4 separate regions of the Mus musculus genome follow, and all the other regions are linked to region 1. The links are chromatin contacts, called in public Hi-C and HiChIP or PLAC-seq maps. All regions are on one chromosome and are shown on one strand. Each heading gives the region's core, a stretch centred on a gene start, on an enhancer-like site or on the middle of the called end of the contact. The rest is flanking DNA. Distances are from core to core; before and after follow the strand shown.

Region 1 (4,450 bases), core at 1,260-3,759:
TGAGTGGAGTGTCTGGGCCTTCCTTCCCCCCTTCCCATTAAATCTCCTTGGAGAAACAGACAACAGACAGGTTTCTTCAAAGAATGGGGGTGGGGGCTCTAGGGGGTAGAGGGATATGGGTCAGCAGGCCATCCTGGAAGGTGCACATTGCTTCTATTTTTGTTCCTTGGATCTTTGGGGAGGCCGGGGGGGGTACCAAATTCCCCGGCTTTATATAATTTGCGAGTTACAGATTTGTAGTTGGTTCTGCAGCCTGCCACCCCATCTATTGCAAGAACACACCTGGCAGAAATGACACCTGAAGATGTTAATAAAGCAGGGGAGGTGGGGAGGGGCTAGAGAAAGAAGAAAGGCACAAACTAGAAATCAGAGCCACTTACTAGACACTGTGCACCCCTTCTTTTAAAAAAAAAAAAAAAAGCCTCCAAACACATGAAGGGGATTTTCTCCAGCGTTTCTGATTAACCCTGTTACATAACCCGCTCGCATTCCAAATCTCGGGCTCTAAATAGACTCCTTGCAGCCAAAAGCTCTGCACAAACTCGCAGAACTGGTGGTCCGTTGCGGCCGCCCCCCACCCGAAGCCTTCACACACACCCCTTTCCTTTCGTCCCGGTCCTTGTCGCCCCCATTCCCCTGATTCAAACAGAGCCTCGACACACTCTTCGGAAATCGCCTTTAATTAAATGGTACCCCACCACCACCACCAGCAGCAGCATATGTCATCCGGATGGCTTTTACTGTACTTGAATTCCGTGAATGGGAAAGCTCCCGGACAGGGGGTGTGGCTAAGGTGGGGCGGGAGGGGAGAATACTGTAAAACAGCCAGCACATGATCAGCCATGTTCCTACCTCCAACTAACACATCCAAGAGGAAGGGAGGGGCTCTCGGTCCCCCCTTCGTCTCCCCACAGACCCCATAGCCGCCAAACCTGGCTGGAGAGATCCACTCTGTCCCAAGCCCCTGGGTGGCTCGCAGGAGCCTGCTTCCTCCGGAGTGACAGGCGTGATTTATACATTATTTACAACAGTAATTAAAGCTGCAGCTTCCTCCTGCTCTTTGCAAACTCCAGGAGCATTCAAATAAATAATCCCCCACCCCCGAAGGAGGGGGTGGGGATCCCACAGCAGCTTCTGACACCTTTAAGAAAGAAGTCAGCTCCCCCCACCCGCGCTCCCCCGGTTAGACCACTTTTGGAAAACGACCGGAGAGGAGCAAGCACCCTTGTCTCCCCAGGTCCTCTCTTTCACACACTCCAGACACCAACACAAAATGAACCAAAGGCCCAGGAAGGGCTGCCTCCTTAGCCCTGGCCAACCAGCACTCAACTCCGATCAACCCCAGGTTCCGGCAGAAACGCTGGGCATCGCGGCGAGCGGAGGATTCCCAGAGCAGAAATAAGTTTGGGTGCTTTTCTCGGCTTTCTCTCTCGGCTTGTTTGCCTCGCAGCCGCTCCCTCCAATCGCGCGTGGAGCGCCCCACTCCACCATTGCCCTCCCTCCGCGCGCTGCACACGCCCCCTGCCAGCCTCCTCTAGGACTGCGGGCTCCGAACCCACGGCTACAAAGTTGCGCTTCTTCCTTTTGCCCGGCGGGGAAAATCAACTCCACAACATCCCGCGCGCTGGGACCCGGATCTCTCTGCCTTGTCCTCCAAGCCTACCCCCAAGAGCTGCAGAAGAGAAGCTGCCCGCGTCGCCCCCCTTCCGCCCCCTGAGACTTCTAGGTCTCTCACTCCTCCCGAACCTCCAAGCTTTTCCGGGAGAGGGAGGATTCGAACACTTCTCGATTCCTACCGCGGGGTGGTGGGGATGGGTATGAGGGAAACTGTCAAAAGCAGAAAAGGTAACCGAGAAAGCGAGTAGCCACAAACAGACCCCCTCCCCCTTCTTAAAAGGACACTACCGCTTTAAAAGTTTCTTTACCCCCACTCCCCCATCTCGGTTTCTTTTTGGTGGGGGGAATCGTATTTAATTTGGATAGCTCTTCTTTGCAGAAAATAAAACATGCAATCAAGGGGGAGGTGGGGTTGGAGTCGTCTGGCTGTCAACGCTCGGGTCCGTCCCCCATTGCCCTCTCCCGCAAGCCCAGCACTGGCTTGCAAAAGTTTGCAACATTTGTGGGGGGCCGCGGGGGGAGGGGCGGGGGTGCCGGTCGCTCAGGGCACCACGATAGGCTCGCGCGCGCGTGCACCGGTCCCGGGGACCCCGCGTGTCGCCCGCTCCCCGAGCGCGCGCTCCCCCGGGGTGCCTGGTCCCCTCCGGGCTCGGCGCACCGCTCCCGCCGCCCCCCTGCCCGGAGCCTGGTCGCAGCGTCTCCTACCTCGGCTGGAGCTCGCATAGCTCTGCCTGCGCCCCGCGCCCGGTGCCTCGCTCTTGCGGCCCGTGTCCTGGGTCAGCGGGGTCTCCCTGGAGCCCGCGGCCGCCTCCGAGCCGCTGCTGCCCGGTTCGCTGGCGGCGGGGTCGGGGGCTGCCGGAGCTGACTCCATGTTTTTTTTCCCAATGTAGAGATCGGCGGAGATGGCGAGCTCCGAGACTCCCTCTATCTTCTGTTTTCAGAGCGACTCTATGGTACCAAAAAAAAAAAAAAAAAAAAAGGAAAAGGAGACGGGCGAGAGCAGGAGGGACCTAGCCAGGCGAGAGCGCGAGCGAGCGCGCGAGTGGCGGTGGACGCGTGTGCGGCCGAGAGGGGACGTGAGGCGGGTTTGGCCACAGGCAGCGCTAGCGAGAGCGTCTCCAGCCGGCCCCCGCACCCACACTCTCCACCCTCCAGACCCCAGACCGGGAGCTACACAAGGCTGCCAAATTTGGGAGGTGGAGAAGAGGGAGGGAGGAGAAAGATGGGGTGCCTCCTGCGCCCCGATCCTCCCTCTCCTCTTTAACCCAGCTACAGAAAGGATCGGTCGGCGACGTGTGGCTCTGTCTACTTTTGAGATTCCCTCGGGGGCAGTAACTCGGTGTCTCCTATCCGCAGCCAGCTTGGGAGGAGGAGACAAATCCGGTTATCCGCGTTGGGGCACTCGCTGGTAACTGCAGCTCTCTGCAAGCTCGGTCCGAGGCTGGGGAAAACTAAAAGGGAATTAGAAGCTGACTGACAACCCTCTGGAAGGAGGAAGGTGGGAGGACCAGACGACAAACTTGGCGCTTTTTACTTTGGGATGGGACAGTCTGGGGTTTCCAGTCTTAGATATGACTGAGTCTAAAATAAATTTTGTGATTGTAGGATGCATATGTCTAGCCAGTAACTAGTGTTATGGGAAGAGGTCTCTTTCAAGCTCTTTTGCCGTGTTTTTTTTTTTTTTTTTTTTTCCTCCATGAAGGATCCAGAAACTGTTTGGCAGGCCACTATTTTGTGAAGAAAACTTTGGTCAGTTTGGTGAAGGACTTCTGAACCCATGAAAGGGGCCTAGCTGCATCTGAACTCCAGTGTGTCTGCTAGTTTCCTATTCCCACTGGTATTTTTGCTATTAAATGCACAGGCTCATCTACAGCAGACAGACATCCTGGAGAGGTATTAATAACGTCTGGATAATAAAAAAAATCCAGATAATTAACGAGTCTTATCTTTATAAGGCATGATTCTGAGCTTAACTCCCTTTGGAGCACACCCATCTACTAGCTGATACTTAAGGAAAGCTGAGAATTAAGTGCTTACCTCTACCCCAAACTCCAGTAGGAAATATCAGCACTAATAGGCTGGGTGGTGAATATCCTTATGTGAGAGCTGGCTTCTCTGTCTCAATAATGAAGCCACCATTTCCTTTTATTTCTGAAGATGCTAATGAAATCAGTTCATTTTTACACCCCCACCTTCCTTCCAGAAAACCTGAAAAATTTAACAACACAAATATTATTATCTACCAGAAGGTGGCAAAAATAAGTGTGTTTCAGGGGTGTGCGGTGGGGGGAGAATGGGGAGACATTGTACTTTGCTAATTTTCTGGTTTGGAAAATGCTTTTTTTAAAAAAAAAAAAAAGGATAAATCTAGTTAAATAGTTTAAGAAGGCTCCTCCCACACCCCCTGCCAGTTGCTGTTGATTGGTTATGTGGATTGGATTCAAGCACACAGTGATCTTTGCCATGGCCTGTGTATTCACCTGCCTAGCTGTGGCCCATTCTTCCAGATGATCTGGATGGGATGTGAAGGCTTCTAACACCTAAATCTGAGCTCTGCAATGATCCCTGGCCATAGACTATCCGCTGGTGCCTGTACACAGTGCTATAATGGTCTCCTCTATCTCAAATCAGATGGGTGGATTCCCCAGACTCATTTTCTGAGTAGCATCTACTCTCAGGACTTTCTATTGGTTAGCCTGTTGCTGATGTTCTTGCACCATCACATTTGACTTCTCTAAGTCTAAACAAACACTTCAAAGCACACAGCTTAATAGACAACTTCCTCTGGGACAGAAGTCTCAAAATACATCTGCTGGTTGTCTTAGAATATTGT
Region 2 (4,450 bases), core at 1,280-3,779, 660 kb before region 1:
CATAACAGAAAGTCAGACTTTTTAAAAGGTGAGTTCAGGAGGTTCCCTTGCTGCCTGATCTGAGCCACAAAGAAGGAAGGTTGCCATTTTATTGGGAACAAGTGCTGAGATGAGACTGAAGGACGTTACATAGAGACCTAAGCAGAGACACAACAGTACACTCAAAGGCAGCAAAGCTGGGCCTTTAGGGAAGCTGAGAGGGATCAAAGGCTCACAGTGAGGATGGAAGGCAGCTGGCCAGGTGGGAGACAACAGCTCTGCGGGGCCCTGAGAACTGGATAAGGGGCTTGAATGTATTTACCACCTTCCTTCAATGTTTTGGAACAGAAGGCACCAAGTATGGATCCACACATTGTAGGGCAGATATATGCAACCTGTCCAATGATTAGCCACAGAATCTCCAATAACGATAAAGACATAACACAGTGAAACAGCCATTAAGCACTACTCAGACTTCATAAGTCGTCTGTGAATCTCAAAATGTGTTTCTAGTCATTAGTAATCATCACAATCCAGTTCAGATTGACATATTCTCTTAAAACAAAATGGGAGCAGAGCTTGTGGTGGTAGACCAGTTATTCCAAATGTTGTCAGTGGGTCAGAGCTAAGGACCAGGGCTCTCTCATCAACATGTGTGCTGTTCAGAGATCCAGGCACTTCCTTTCTCCATCCCCACTTCACCTGTCTAGGGGCACTGAACATTTGTGTTTGTGTTTTCACTAGTAGCAAGATGCCCTCTTTCATGTTTAGTCTTGACTCTATCGTGGGATGCAATATGCCCCTCCCTTCTGTTGATAATGCGATGCTTTTACTGTGTCCCTCATGCCAATAAGACAAGGGGCCAGAAAGTGAGCTTAGTCAGTAAATGATTTGCTTTGCAAGTATGAGGACCTCAGTTTGATTATCCAGAACCCATGTCAAACAAACAAACTAACAAACAAGCAAACAAATCATTCATTGTAGCTGATGCTTGTATTCCAAGAACAGTAAAGAAGAAATAGGAGGAATTTTGCAGTTTGCTGGCCAGCTAGCATAGCCAACTTGATAGACTCCGAGCCAAATTGGAGACACTATTTCGAAAAACACAAGGTGGTTGTCACCTACAGAATGACAGCTGAGGTTAACGCATGGCCTTTGCAAGCACTTAAAAACACACCTGCATGCATAAAGAACGTGAACATGAGTACGTTTTAACAGTACTGAGGATGGAACCAGGGCCCCACACATGCCAGGCCAGCTCTCTACAACAAAGCTACAGGCTCAGCCTAGTTTTATTTTGAGACAGGATCTTGTGAAGTGGCCCGGATTGGTCTTGAACTCTGAGTCCTCCTTTCTCTGTCTCCTGGGCATGATTAAAGACTTACCTCAACAGATCCAATTCAGACAAACATTTAAAAAGAGAACTTACTCTGGTAGAAAATGCTGATGTCACATGCAAAGGACCCATTATGAATGAAGCTGAGCCAAAGCCCATGTTCTGTGGGGATTTCTATCGCTTGGCATTGCTGGAATTTTATACCAGAGAATTCTTTGCTCTAAGGTTGTCTTGGGCCTTGTGGATGTGTAGCACTCTCCATGGCCTCTCCTTATTAGTTGCTGGGAGCTCTTTCCAGATGTGATAATCTAAAATGTTTCCATATGTGGACATTCTTGATCCCCCGAGAACTCCCTGCATGAGAGGATGGTTTCCTGGATAGTAAGCTCTGGGGAAGCGGGTAGGGACTGTTCCTCTGCTGGAAAATGGGTAGGATAGTACCCAAGGTTCCCACTGTCACTTTGGCCTCCTGTACTTTTCTGACTTGCCAGAGATTAGTGTTGGCCTTTATGATGGGAGGCAGAACAGCCATGTAGCCTCAGACAGTGATACCGAAAGAAGCCCCAAAGGCCTCTCTTACTTGAGAGTCTTCAGCTTGCTGACAGGAAGGTTGCTTTCTTTGCTTTCTACGGCTGATAGACTTGGGAGAAAGAAGACGAGTTATGCACATCTTCCCCAAGGACACCAACCCCTCACTCATCTCCCTAGTGTGGCGTGAGACTGCCTCTCAGAAAGGAAGTCCCTTATCTCTAGAATGTCCTGCATAGGAAGTCAGGACTTGCCACTAATTCTCAGGAGGCAGGAGACAGAACAGGCACAGAGCTGGGAATCTATCAGCTGGAGTTGTAGGGCATCCCCACAGTTCACTTATGCAGCCGGCAGGCACAGAGCCCACTCACCCATGAATTCCTTTCACTTTCCTGGTAATAGAAGTTGATCTTGAATCTAAGTATCGCTGTTATGCTATCAAACCCTTAGCATGGCTTCTTTGAGAGGCAAGGACAGGCAGCTGTTGAATGACAGAGATGAAGAGGGTAAAAGTTGGCTGTGGAGTTTTGATATATTTCATGTGGATTTCGTTTCCGATGCTTTTGCGTCAAACAAACAAAAAATTTCAAGACTCTGGCACTTCCTGGGTGTAAAATCAATAGTGGATGACATACTTTACAAGAGGCATTTTCTGTGGTTAGTGTCTTTTCACACCTTTCTTCTGGCACTTAGAATCTAATCATTTCTCTGCGGTAGGAGACATCAGCTATAGGAAACTGGTTGAACTCAACCAATCAATGCAAGTGACTTGCTCATCTTGCTCTCCTCCTCAGGAAAAAAAAAATAACAGAGGGCTGTTCATTTTAGGTTCAAGTCCTCTGACCCGATGCTTAGTTCATGCTCACTATGGCTAAGCTGAAGACAGCAGTGGTCGTGGTCCTTCTAATGACCGTGGGGTGGTAGTCTAGTGAAAAGAAGACACCAGCAAACAAACAGAACAATAGGTGTCCTCATTCACCAAGCCATGTAAGTAAATGAAACAGCAGTCATTTCCCCCAAACAGGGATCAGTTTACAGGAATAACAGCTCAAAGGGTGAGCTGGCTTGAACAGGGGGAAGATGAACAATATAGGGACGCGGGGATGGGGACAAGGAAGGTTTTGAGTAAGTTAAACCTCCTGACTGACAAAGAACCTACAGTTGCAGAGCCAGGCGGCTGAAGCATCCTTTTATTCAGAACTCAAAGGAAGCTATTCAAGCCCAATATGGTTTGATTTAGCAGATATTAACTGCAGCTAAAGACATGCAAATAGAATGCGTCAGTCAAGGGAGAGCGAGATAAACAGGAGAAACCTACACTGGCTAAGAAAGGAGAAGAGAACAGAGATTGACATTTAAAGAGCAGATGAAAAGGATATGACAACCCAGAGAAAGGGAAGATGTGTACCTGAGACACAGAAGGGAGGGGAAGAGACACGAAGGGGACAGACCCAGAGGTGTCCCCTCGCACCCCCTGGCCTCTTACAGAGGAGACAGTTGTTCCTGAGCTGCAGGTCACGCAAACACGACACAGGCATTTCTTAATAAATACTTGTTAGGTGGCTCAATGCACACACAAAATGACCTTCCATTCTAGATGTAACTTCAGATTTTATGCTGAACTGTATTAATTCGTTTTGGTCCTTTGGAGATGGTTAATACCACAAACAGCTTTAGTGATGAGTCTCCAACAGCTATTCTTTTAGAGGTCTCCGTGAACCTGACCCTATACCCCTGACATGGGCTGTCATCACGCAATCAATTAGAAGGTCATGGTACAGTAGTTGGGCCATTGCACTGAGAGTCAAGAGACCAAAGTTCCAAAATTGACTCTGCTGCTAAGTGGTGATGATGCTGAGCCAGCCACTTAACCTTTCTGAGCTCTTCTTTTCTCCCAAGTCACACAAGTGCTGTGGACTAGATAGTTGTCAGGACCCACTTATGAGACAGGAAGAATGCATATTACCATATTATTAGTCATTTTACCAGGTCTCTATTCTGCCCTGTATGGTCCAGTGTTGGACTACTGATATTTTTTTCTACTCACCCTTTCTTTATTTTGCCAGCTAGTGGCTCTGCCAACACTGCCTTACATGATCAGTTCTGGACATGTTTACCCATTGGTATTATCTGAAGGTGGTTATTTACTCTCCTTGGTTCTGATTGGGTGTTGGGGGACTAGGGGGAGGAATTGGAAGACCACAGCCGACAGGGAGTGGTGCACTTTCATGATGCTCAGAATAAAGGGGTATGATTCAGTTGGCTTCCCTGACATAGTCCCGAGTTCACTGTAGTGCCCTTAAAGACTACATTCATGCCTCTGTACACACATGGGCCTTCAGCTATATATTTTTTTCTCCTACTTTTCTACTTGATAAAAAACAATCTAATTTTTCCATGAAAATGTAAAAAACCTGGGGGCTAAAGAGGTGGCTCAGTAGCTAAGAGTGCTTGCTGTCACTCCCAGTATCTATATAAATCTGCACACCCATGTACACATACATTATATATATTATACAGTATACATGTACCACACTCATACAGATACACACTCACATAAATGGATAGCCTAATGACTAGTGGTACACTGGTGTAATATGACATTTA
Region 3 (4,450 bases), core at 543-3,042, 540 kb after region 1:
GCCAAACATTCAGACATCACACAAAAGTCCTTTGCTTAAAATATGCATTGTACTTGGCCCTGAATAGGCTGTCCTTCCCTCAAGACTCAGGGAATATGTAGAAGATGAGTAGAAAGATTTAAGAGCTGGGAACAGTGGATGACTTCAAGGAAATAATGTTTTCCAGACACAACAGAGGAGATTTACATATGACTCCCCCCCCCCGAGACTATGACAGTATGTATAACACCCGCACAAGCTCAAACCAGACAAAAGTTCCAGCATAGAGGAAAGGGGATGGGCATGTAATCCCAGGCCTAACCGAGGAGCTCTTGGTATTTGCAGCTGAGAGAGAGAAAGTCAACTTTTTTCAAAGATATGATACCCAGTGTAGCAACCACACTCCAAGGTGGCCCCCACCCTAAAGAGTTCTTAGCCAACACAAACTGGTCTTCATGGATTTGGTTGTGTGAGAGTGTGTGTGTGTGTGTGTGTGTGTGTGTGTGTGTTTGTGTGTGTTTTAAAAAGAGCAATGGGACACAAAGTTGACTGGAGGGAAGATCTGGGGAAAGTTGGAGGGAATGAACATGGTCAAAATATATTGTATAAAATTCTCAAAGAATAAATAAAAACATTATTTAAAATATACATTATAAATACAAAGTTCATCTTTTTAAAATCGTTGTATTTGTGAAGGTGTCATCATGGAATCACTTTGTTAGGTTAGCATACCTAGTATAAAATATCACAGTCAATATAAACAAATTATATCTACATTGAACTTATCTGCAGGCCTATATCAATGGATCCTTATAAAATATAGAACTTGAGGGTCTGGGGAGATTGATCACTGGTTAAAGTGCTTGTGACACAAGCATGTAGACTGGAATTTGGACCCCTGGGATTCACATCCACATCCAGAAGCCATGGCCTTCTGCCCCTAATTCCAACCTTGGAAGTCAGAAATGGGGTCCCAAGCTGGCTAGCAAGATGAGCCTCATCAGTGAGCTCTGGGTTTGACTGTGAAGACTTGCCTCAGCAAATTGAGTAGAAGAGTAACTGGGAGTGATTCTTGACATCAACTGGGAGCCTCTACATGCAGGAGCACATGTGTACACAACGCATGCAAACGCACATACATGCCCACATGAAAATGGGGGAAAACAGAAATGTTGGTCACATATCAAGTGTTCTGCGCTCACATGCATACGACCTCAGCTCTTGCCACGAATGTACGAGACACTTATCAGTTATAAATTTGCATTTATCTCCTTACATCATAGTTTCTGACATTGACGGTACATGCACACATTAGTGTGAATCCTGCATCATTATTAACAACAAATTGTTGAGTTCCATATTCTTAAAGAAAATCACAATCCCGTGACCCAATCAATCATCACTCCTTGGTCTTAGGTGACTCCGAATGAGCTACGGTTTTCCATCCGTGCCAGGCTGTGTCCTCCTGCTCTAACTCTGTAAAGATGCATCTCACTGTCTCTAACCTCGAGGGTTTCCGATTTTTCTCTTTTCTTTGTCTAAGATGTTGCTTTGAGGTCCAAGGATGAATGGATGGCTATATATTCCTGTCCCTTAGATGCACATACTCACATAAAGACACTTCCAACCTGGGCCTCTTGTTTAAGATGCTCTCTCAGGGAGACTTGCAAACACTTCGCTTTACAAAGAAAGTTTTGAGAGAGAGAGAGAGAGAGAGAGAGAGAGAGAGAGAGAATGAAATGAAACAGTGACTGTTCACCAGCGCAATTACTGTGTCAAATATTCCCCTGGGGAAAGGGATCTGCTCTTATTGTGAAATAAATTATTCTAGAAACCAGGCTTCCGCGGTAACTTTTCTCTTTCCCCAGGCGGTATTTTCCCAACACTGTTCTCAAAATTCACTTTTGGTGATACACATATGGGAAGCTGGAAATAGTCGAAATTATATGTTTGAATTTTAAATATATTCCCATTTCTATAAATGTTAGCAGCTCCCCAGATTATCAGGGGCCACTCCACAGTTCGGCCATCACCAGTTCCAGAATTTCCTGGCTGGTTTTCCTCATCCCCGAGGAGGGAGGGAGAGTCTCTCTGCCAGCCTCTTAGCCTCCACTTTCTACCCTACAGCTGCCACTTGTCTTAACCCTTTGGAAAGACGAGGTCCACTGGGAAAGAGCAAAGAGGGCAGAGAGGAGCAGGCTCACCCTCCTCTCTGTAACCCAGCACCTACCAGGTCCATTCATTCATTCCCCACACGTCCAGCATGAGCTGTCTGTGGTTCTCAGTCAGGCCTTCACTGCCCATTGAGAATCCTATTAGCCTCCAGCCTGTCAATCTCAAACCACTGGACAAACTCCCCTTCAGCTATGTTATGAACAGACAGAACTTCCAATCAGTCACGGAATCCACGCCTGCCAAAACTCGCTCTGACTCTCTTAATCCACGAAAAAGAGATCCGTTAGTTTCTCTTCCTTATCCAAACCGCAGAGCAGAGCAGGGCCTGTGGAATGAGGTTATTCGGGGGGAATCTGGGATGCAGGACACAAACAAATGTTGGGTATGGAAATGAAGATAGTGGATGCAGGCTCTGTGTTCCCACTTGGGACAGAGAGTCTCGTGACATCCTTCCAATGGGGCCTAATCAATACCTCTTCTGCAGGCTTCCTAAAGCTCTAAGTATAAACCTTACAACAAAATACAGTGACAGTAGATATTTACTGAGATCTTAGTTTGTGCCAGGCCTTCACTCAGGGGCTCTATATATTTTAACTTGTTTGATTCACACAGTCCTTAGAGGTAAGTCTCATTTGTAAGGCTTTGTGTTTCAAAGGTCTTGTGTTGTCGCTACACTGTAGAGATTATCACCTGGACCGTTTTTTTTTTAAAGGTAAACAAGTTAAATAAGTTTCTATTGAGTCCTGTGTGTGTGTGTGTGTGTGAGAGAGAGAGAGAGAGAGGAGGGAGAATGTGTGTGTTTGTGTAAGCAGAGTGTATCTGCTTTCTAATTCTAAGAACTGTACTCACTCACACATAAACAAAGCAGCCACATTACCACTATGCATTGGTTAATGGCACAAACCACGGAGTCAGCCTGGGCCACTTCTTTGTATGGACACTGCTAGCTGTGTGACCACATCTAAATGACCTGAACTTTCTAAAGTCACCTGTAACGTAAGAACAATAACAGAACCCACCTGGTGGGGTGGTTGAGAACATTATTATCTAAGGAGAGTACATACTGCAGAACCCAGAGCTCAGCAAAAGTCGGGTGGATGCTGGAATCACCTTCTGTTGACAGAGGAGATTTGTACAGGCGCAGGGAAGCCAGAATGTGTGGATTCTCCACAAAAAAACTACAAGTGGTCACTTTGTAGGTTTTCATCAGTCAGCACTAGGAGACATTAGACATTCTTCTCTTCACAGTGTGGGTTTGATTTGAGCATTTAAGAAGCCAGCCTTTGACCCACGCCAGCCGTTTCCTGTAAATTACAGGGACTGAAGACCAACTCAGTGAATGTAGAGAAAGGACTTGAGAAATAGACAAATTTTGAGCTCTCAAAAATTATATGTAATTTTCGCAGAGAGGAATATTAAGGAATTCTATTTATTTCTATGTTTGTTACAAATAATATATTCTTGATGTATAGAATTTAGAAAACAAGCCCCCAAATAGTTTTAAATTTTCTTTTTAAAGCTGTGTTTTTAGCTAATGAGTATTCAACCTCATTACTAGGCATAATGAGTGCCTACCTCTATGTATGTGCACCATATGATGTTCTGGAAGAGACCAGAAGACACCAGAACCCCTGAAGATGTGAGTCTGGAAACTGAACTGGGGTGCTTTGCAAGAGTGGCCACTTCTCTTAACAACTGACCCATCTCTCCAGTCACCCTCAAAAAAATATTTTAGAGACTACAAGAAGGCTGGAGATGTGAGTCAGTTAGTGAAGCAAACCGCCACCAAGCTTGAAGGTGTGAGTTGGATCACATGGTGGAGGGAGAGAACTGAATCTCATGAATTGTTCTCTGACCTCCATACCTACATGCTGACATGCATACCAATATGCACACACATAAATAAATAAATCTAATGACAGAAAGGGAAAATTAAAAGCATCCATGTTCATCTTGTGCCTGATACTATTTTGAGGACAAAGACTTAGCAAACTGGTTGAGAATAGGTATCCAGTCCACTTGGTTGGTAGTGTGCGATAAGAACCACTAACTGTCAACTGTGGCTCCTGAGCCTGCGTGCCCCTTTCAGTATCGTTTGCCCACTTTTGAAATCATAATGGATATAAAACTCTGATATACATAGACATGTTAGGCATACAGTATTCCTTAATGCAATGCTGAGATCTCATGGTGAGAAAAGAGAGGGGCAAACCATATGAGAAATCAGATTCCTTTTCATGAACCTAGGACTAAACTAAAGATGGCAGCGTGGTTTAAAAAAAAAAAAAAAACCATA
Region 4 (4,450 bases), core at 677-3,176, 520 kb after region 1:
TAGATAGACAGACAGACAGATAGACAGATAGGCAGGTAGACAGATAGACAGGCAGACAGACAGGCAGACAGACAGGCAGACAGACAGATGATAGATGGTTGGTAGGTGGTACACAGATGTGCAAGCATGTACATGCACACACAGAGAGACAGACATACACACATGTGCACACAAGTTGATCCAGAAAAATTTTATAACATCTAAGTGAGATGAGGACCTTCAAATAAGCTAATTGCTAGTTAACAGTTAGCATAGAAAACTATATAACTGCATCCTTAGTCCATACTGAACAAAAATTGAACTGCACATAAAAAAGCCTGTGCAACAGTTTTTAGACATAGCATAATAAAACATACAAGAATTATCTTTAGAAAGATGGGGTGATATGATACCTTAAATGAGATGCCCCCAAAGCAAGTATTATAATAAAAAACAATGTGTTAAAATTAATTATATTTAAGTTAAAACTTTTGGATTACAATAGACATCACAACAAACAACTAACCAGAGAAGACACTTGGTAGTGACATGGGTTTTAATGAGGCTATCCAAAACTATATTCCTGATATCATTAATATAAAGACAAATATACCATAGGAAAAGAAACAAATTATGGGCGTAAGCAATTTATAAGAAAGGGAGAGAATGCCACCACTGTATGAGTTTAGAACAAATTTTAAACCTCAAGACATCAGATAAATTAAGTACTGCCAACTTTGGGGCAAATACAAAGTTATAACCCTCACACCATCCTGAGGGAAATACAACTGATGAAATACTTTTAGGGAAGAACTTAGCAATACATGTATCTTGTGGTTCAACAATTCTATTCTTTGCCTGCTTCTTCTGATGTCATCCAGTTGGCTTTCCCCTTTAAAAGATAACAACCACTTTGGACAGCTCCCAGCCACGGGTAACTCCAGCTACAGATGTCTAATCCCCTCTTCTGACCTCTTCAGGTACTGCCTTATATTCACATACAGAGATGTAGTAGATACACAGGCACATAAATAAAACATAAAGTAAATCTTTAGGAAAAAAAAAAAAAAAACAACCAAAATGATTTTGAACACCAGTGTCATCACATCTCATCTTCACTTTAAAAGAAAAAAAGAAGTGTTTTTTTTTTTCTGTAATCTAAAGTTTCAAGCAATTGAAAAAAAATTTAAATTATCTTACTTATTTTGTGTGGTAACTTTGTTGCCAAAGTTGGTACTACCTTTGATACCCAAACCAGAAAATTTTCACAAAGATTTTCCAGGAAAGTTGAATAAAAATCATTACTGCAGCATTACTAGAAACATTCAAGATAGAAATGTGCACAGTCAAGAAGTGACTGCCTTGTAGCATGGTAATAGGATGGGCAGAGTACAACACAGATGTCCCAGCGAGCCAGTGAGGGCTATCAGTGCCAACACAGAAGACCACAGCAAATAGAGAGCACTAAGACGGTTGTGATGTGCTCCTGCTAAATGACGATGGCTGGCTAACATGCTCTATGACTAGAGAAGCATAAAACTACGGGGATACCAAGCACACTGAAGTCATCTCACTGCAGAAGGGAAAAGGGTAATATTGGAGAGAGGTGGGGCTGAATCACTGGCTCAGTACACAGATACCTGCTGGCAACCCTGCCAACCAGCATTCTATACCTAGGACCCACATGGTAAAAGAAGAACAGACTCCTGCCAACTGCCATCTGACCTCCACACATGCACTATGTCACACATGGCCCCACACTCATACACACGCAAGCAAAATAAAATAAATTTAAATGTAATAAAAAGTTTTAAATAAAGATTTTAACTTGGCCAGAGCAAAAGTAAAAGACTGAAAGAAAGCCAAGTTCCTTCTACAGCCTTCTTCCTGGGCCAGTGCCCCCAGTCAGAGTCTCTCCAGGACACCAGGGTACAAACAATGTTTTCTTTCACCAGATTTGAACCATTTGTACACACAGCATCTTTGCTCCTTCAGTCAGCTTCCCCTGGTGCAGCCAAAATAGCTCATTCTCCCACCCTTCCCCCATTCTGAAACCAAAAGACAACAGCTGGCTTCTCCAACTTCTGGCAGTTACAAAGAGTTTTCCACCATTCCTGGAATGTGGGTAAACAAACATTTCTAGACTCCCTTTTCATTTCAGGCTCAGTTTTCATCTTCTAAGACTTGAGCCCCCAACTAAGTGGGAGGCAGAAGGGAGCCGGTAGTATTTTGCTCTGCAACCCTGGACCTGGGCTCAACACCTGGAACACTTCTAAAGACAGAAGGAAAGAATCAATGCCACTATGTTGACCTCTGACCTCCACATGTATGCCATGACATGCACACATGCAAACAAGAGTGGGAGAGTTCCTATGAGTTAATGTGCCCCACTCTGCCTCACTGGCTCTCCTTTCCTGATAGTAAAGACGCCCTGGGTATCATAGCACAGAATACATTCCCTGCAGTCCTATTCTATCTGACACTTCAGACAAGGCACCTAGGACCTCTATGCTTCCATTTCAACCTCCATAAAAGGGAAGTAAAAACAGATCTCTAAGGAAGTTACTGGGAGCTTTGGATACTGAGTTCCTTCAGTGGCATACACACTGTACATCAGTCACCATGTTAGTGCTATATCTGTCTTACTAATCCTCTACTCTGAGAGAATGGAAAAGAGAATGCCAAAAGGCACACAGCAGTTGCCATATAGCTCTCTTCCCAATTAAAACTCTTTCCTGGAGGGAGGCTTGGTAAGACTCAGGAAGTCACTGAAACTTACACGACACAGGAAGTTCCTGGAACCTTCTTGGCAAGGCTGTTCTCCAAGGTTATATAAAGTATAAGAGTTGCATAGGACAAAGACTCTCCAATCAGCAGAGCTGCCTGCAAGGCAATGTCTGCAAGTCCTGCTTTGAGGTTACAAGAGCTGCATGGAGGCTTCAAGTCCTGCATTGCTTTTATGAGTAGCCACCCATATTGGGGCAGGCTTTGGAGATGAAGTATCCCTAACCCATATTCCTGAATAGAACCTTAGTAATCTCAAGTTCCATTGAAGATAAACACAGGCCTCACTGTGGTGCTTTGAATGAGAATGTTCCCCTATAGGTTCAGATATTTGAATTCTTGGTCCTCAGTTGGTGGTGATGTTTGAAGTCTAGGAAGTGTGGTCTTGCTAGAGGGCATAGGTCACTGGGAGTGGGAGGCTTTGAGGTTTCAAAGCCTCACATCACCCCCTCTCCTTGCTTACAGTTCAATGAGTGAGCACTCGGCTTCATGCTCCAGTGCCCTGCTTGCTGCCTGCTGCCATGCCTCCCTGCCATGACAGACTCTGATTCCTTTGTAATTGTAAACCAAATAAACCCTTCCTTCTATATGTTGCCTTGGTCTTGGTGTTTTATGGCCACAATGGCACGCTAGCATGTGTAAGGTGGGTCTGAAATACCTGCTTCCATCTTTGAGGTTCTGTATCTGTAGACCCATTCACCATTCTCCACCTTGCCATCAGTGAATACCCCAGCACAGCAGTGAGTAAGTACCTCAGCCCAGCAGTAAGTACCCTGGCCCAGCAATGAGTACCTTGGTCCAGAAGTGAGCACTTCAGCCAAGCGCTGAGTATTGTCTTATACAGCCTGTCCCATGCTCGTCTTCCAAGCCTGATACTAATCCAAGCTCCACAAAGACAGTTATTCTTAGCATGTAAGAGTATATATATATATATTTGTCCTATGCAACTCTTATACTTTATATAACCTTGGAGAACAGCCTTGCCAAGCAGTTTCCAGGAACTTCCTGTGTCGTGTAAGTTTCAGTGACTTCCTGAGTCTTACCAAGCCTCCCTCCAGGAAAGTGTATATATATCAGAGATAGTGAATTCTTCCATATAACCTCACCCCTCTCAGACTCTGGAGACTCTAGATTAATTTTCACTGAATTAATCTACAGAATGAGTCAAACTTCTGAAAAGGAGTTTGCACTATTTCCTAGTCAGAGTTTCTATTCCTGCAAACATCATGACCAAGAAGCAAGTTGGGGAGGAAAGGGTTTATTCAGCTTACAATCCACATTGCTGTTCATCACCAAAGGAAGTCAGGACTGGAACTCAAGCAGATCAGGAAGCAGGAGCTGATGCAGAGGCTATGGAGGGTGTTACTTACTGGCTTGTTTCCCCTGGCTTGCTCAGCTTGCTCTCTTATAGAACCCAAGATTACCAACCCAGGGATGGTATGACCCACAAGGGGCTCTTCCCCCTTGATCCCTAATTGAGAAAATGCCCCACAGCTGGATCTCATAGAGGCATTTCCTCAACTGAAGCTCTTTTCTCTGTGATAACTCCAGCCTGTGTCAAGTTGACACACACTATTTCTATGACTTGAGTATGACAGTACTGTAAATTCCTCCACAAACTATGTGACCAAAAGGAGTCATACATTTGAATACAGGAAGTTGGTTGTACTCACAGGAAGGAATATTA

Evidence for each region. Hi-C and Micro-C count contacts between places; a contact is called where the count stands out from the background. HiChIP or PLAC-seq counts read pairs in DNA pulled down with a chosen protein or histone mark.
Region 2: a contact with region 1 is called in an H3K27ac HiChIP or PLAC-seq map of oligodendrocyte precursor cells, with 6 times the contacts expected there. The contact joins the enhancer-like site here to the promoter of Rora in region 1. A contact is called at or near these places in 3 of 39 promoter capture datasets (cranial neural crest, embryonic stem cells and maxillary cranial neural crest), 5 of 484 Hi-C or Micro-C datasets (cerebral cortex, cortical neurons, myocytes and 1 more), 12 of 115 datasets of contacts at active chromatin or transcription factors (craniofacial prominence, embryonic basal ganglia, embryonic forebrain and 8 more) and 3 of 9 other capture datasets (adipose tissue, embryonic stem cells and pancreatic islet).
Region 3: a contact with region 1 is called in a Hi-C map of muscle stem cells, with 3 times the contacts expected there. The contact joins the enhancer-like site here to the promoter of Rora in region 1. A contact is called at or near these places in 7 of 39 promoter capture datasets (the 3T3-L1 cell line, the C10 cell line, cranial neural crest and 4 more), 1 of 484 Hi-C or Micro-C datasets (muscle stem cells) and 5 of 115 datasets of contacts at active chromatin or transcription factors (craniofacial prominence, embryonic forebrain, embryonic limb bud and 2 more).
Region 4: a contact with region 1 is called in an H3K27ac HiChIP or PLAC-seq map of heart atrium, with 13 times the contacts expected there. The contact joins the enhancer-like site here to the promoter of Rora in region 1. A contact is called at or near these places in 9 of 39 promoter capture datasets (the 3T3-L1 cell line, cranial neural crest, embryonic stem cells and 4 more), 4 of 484 Hi-C or Micro-C datasets (all in uterus) and 8 of 115 datasets of contacts at active chromatin or transcription factors (astrocytes, craniofacial prominence, embryonic forebrain and 4 more).

What each region holds. Positions count from the first base shown.
Region 1 is chr9:68,651,845-68,656,294 of GRCm38.p6, reverse strand. Rora (RAR-related orphan receptor alpha) reads right to left here and starts at 2,509. Exons shown (of 11, transcript NM_013646.2): 1 at 2,323-2,509. The coding sequence starts at 2,488. Gm31325 (a long non-coding RNA gene) reads left to right here and starts at 2,504. Exons shown (of 2, transcript XR_379584.1): 1 at 2,504-2,570; 2 at 2,887-3,228.
Region 2 is chr9:69,312,685-69,317,134 of GRCm38.p6, reverse strand. All of the region lies in intron 2 of Rora (RAR-related orphan receptor alpha), which reads right to left. Among named protein-coding and RNA genes, the nearest start is that of Gm46153, 9.3 kb to the right of the region's middle. Within about 2 kb of position 2,529, at least 24 of the 459 cell types and tissues checked have an H3K27ac peak or open chromatin away from gene starts, as enhancers often do. A contact at or near this core is called in oligodendrocyte precursor cells, where this site is marked.
Region 3 is chr9:68,107,918-68,112,367 of GRCm38.p6, reverse strand. No RefSeq gene overlaps it. Among named protein-coding and RNA genes, the nearest start is that of Gm20745, 84 kb to the right of the region's middle. Within about 2 kb of position 1,792, at least 1 of the 459 cell types and tissues checked has an H3K27ac peak or open chromatin away from gene starts, as enhancers often do. A contact at or near this core is called in muscle stem cells, where this site is marked.
Region 4 is chr9:68,129,012-68,133,461 of GRCm38.p6, reverse strand. No RefSeq gene overlaps it. Among named protein-coding and RNA genes, the nearest start is that of Gm20745, 110 kb to the right of the region's middle. Within about 2 kb of position 1,926, at least 14 of the 459 cell types and tissues checked have an H3K27ac peak or open chromatin away from gene starts, as enhancers often do. A contact at or near this core is called in heart atrium, neural progenitor cells and uterus, where this site is marked.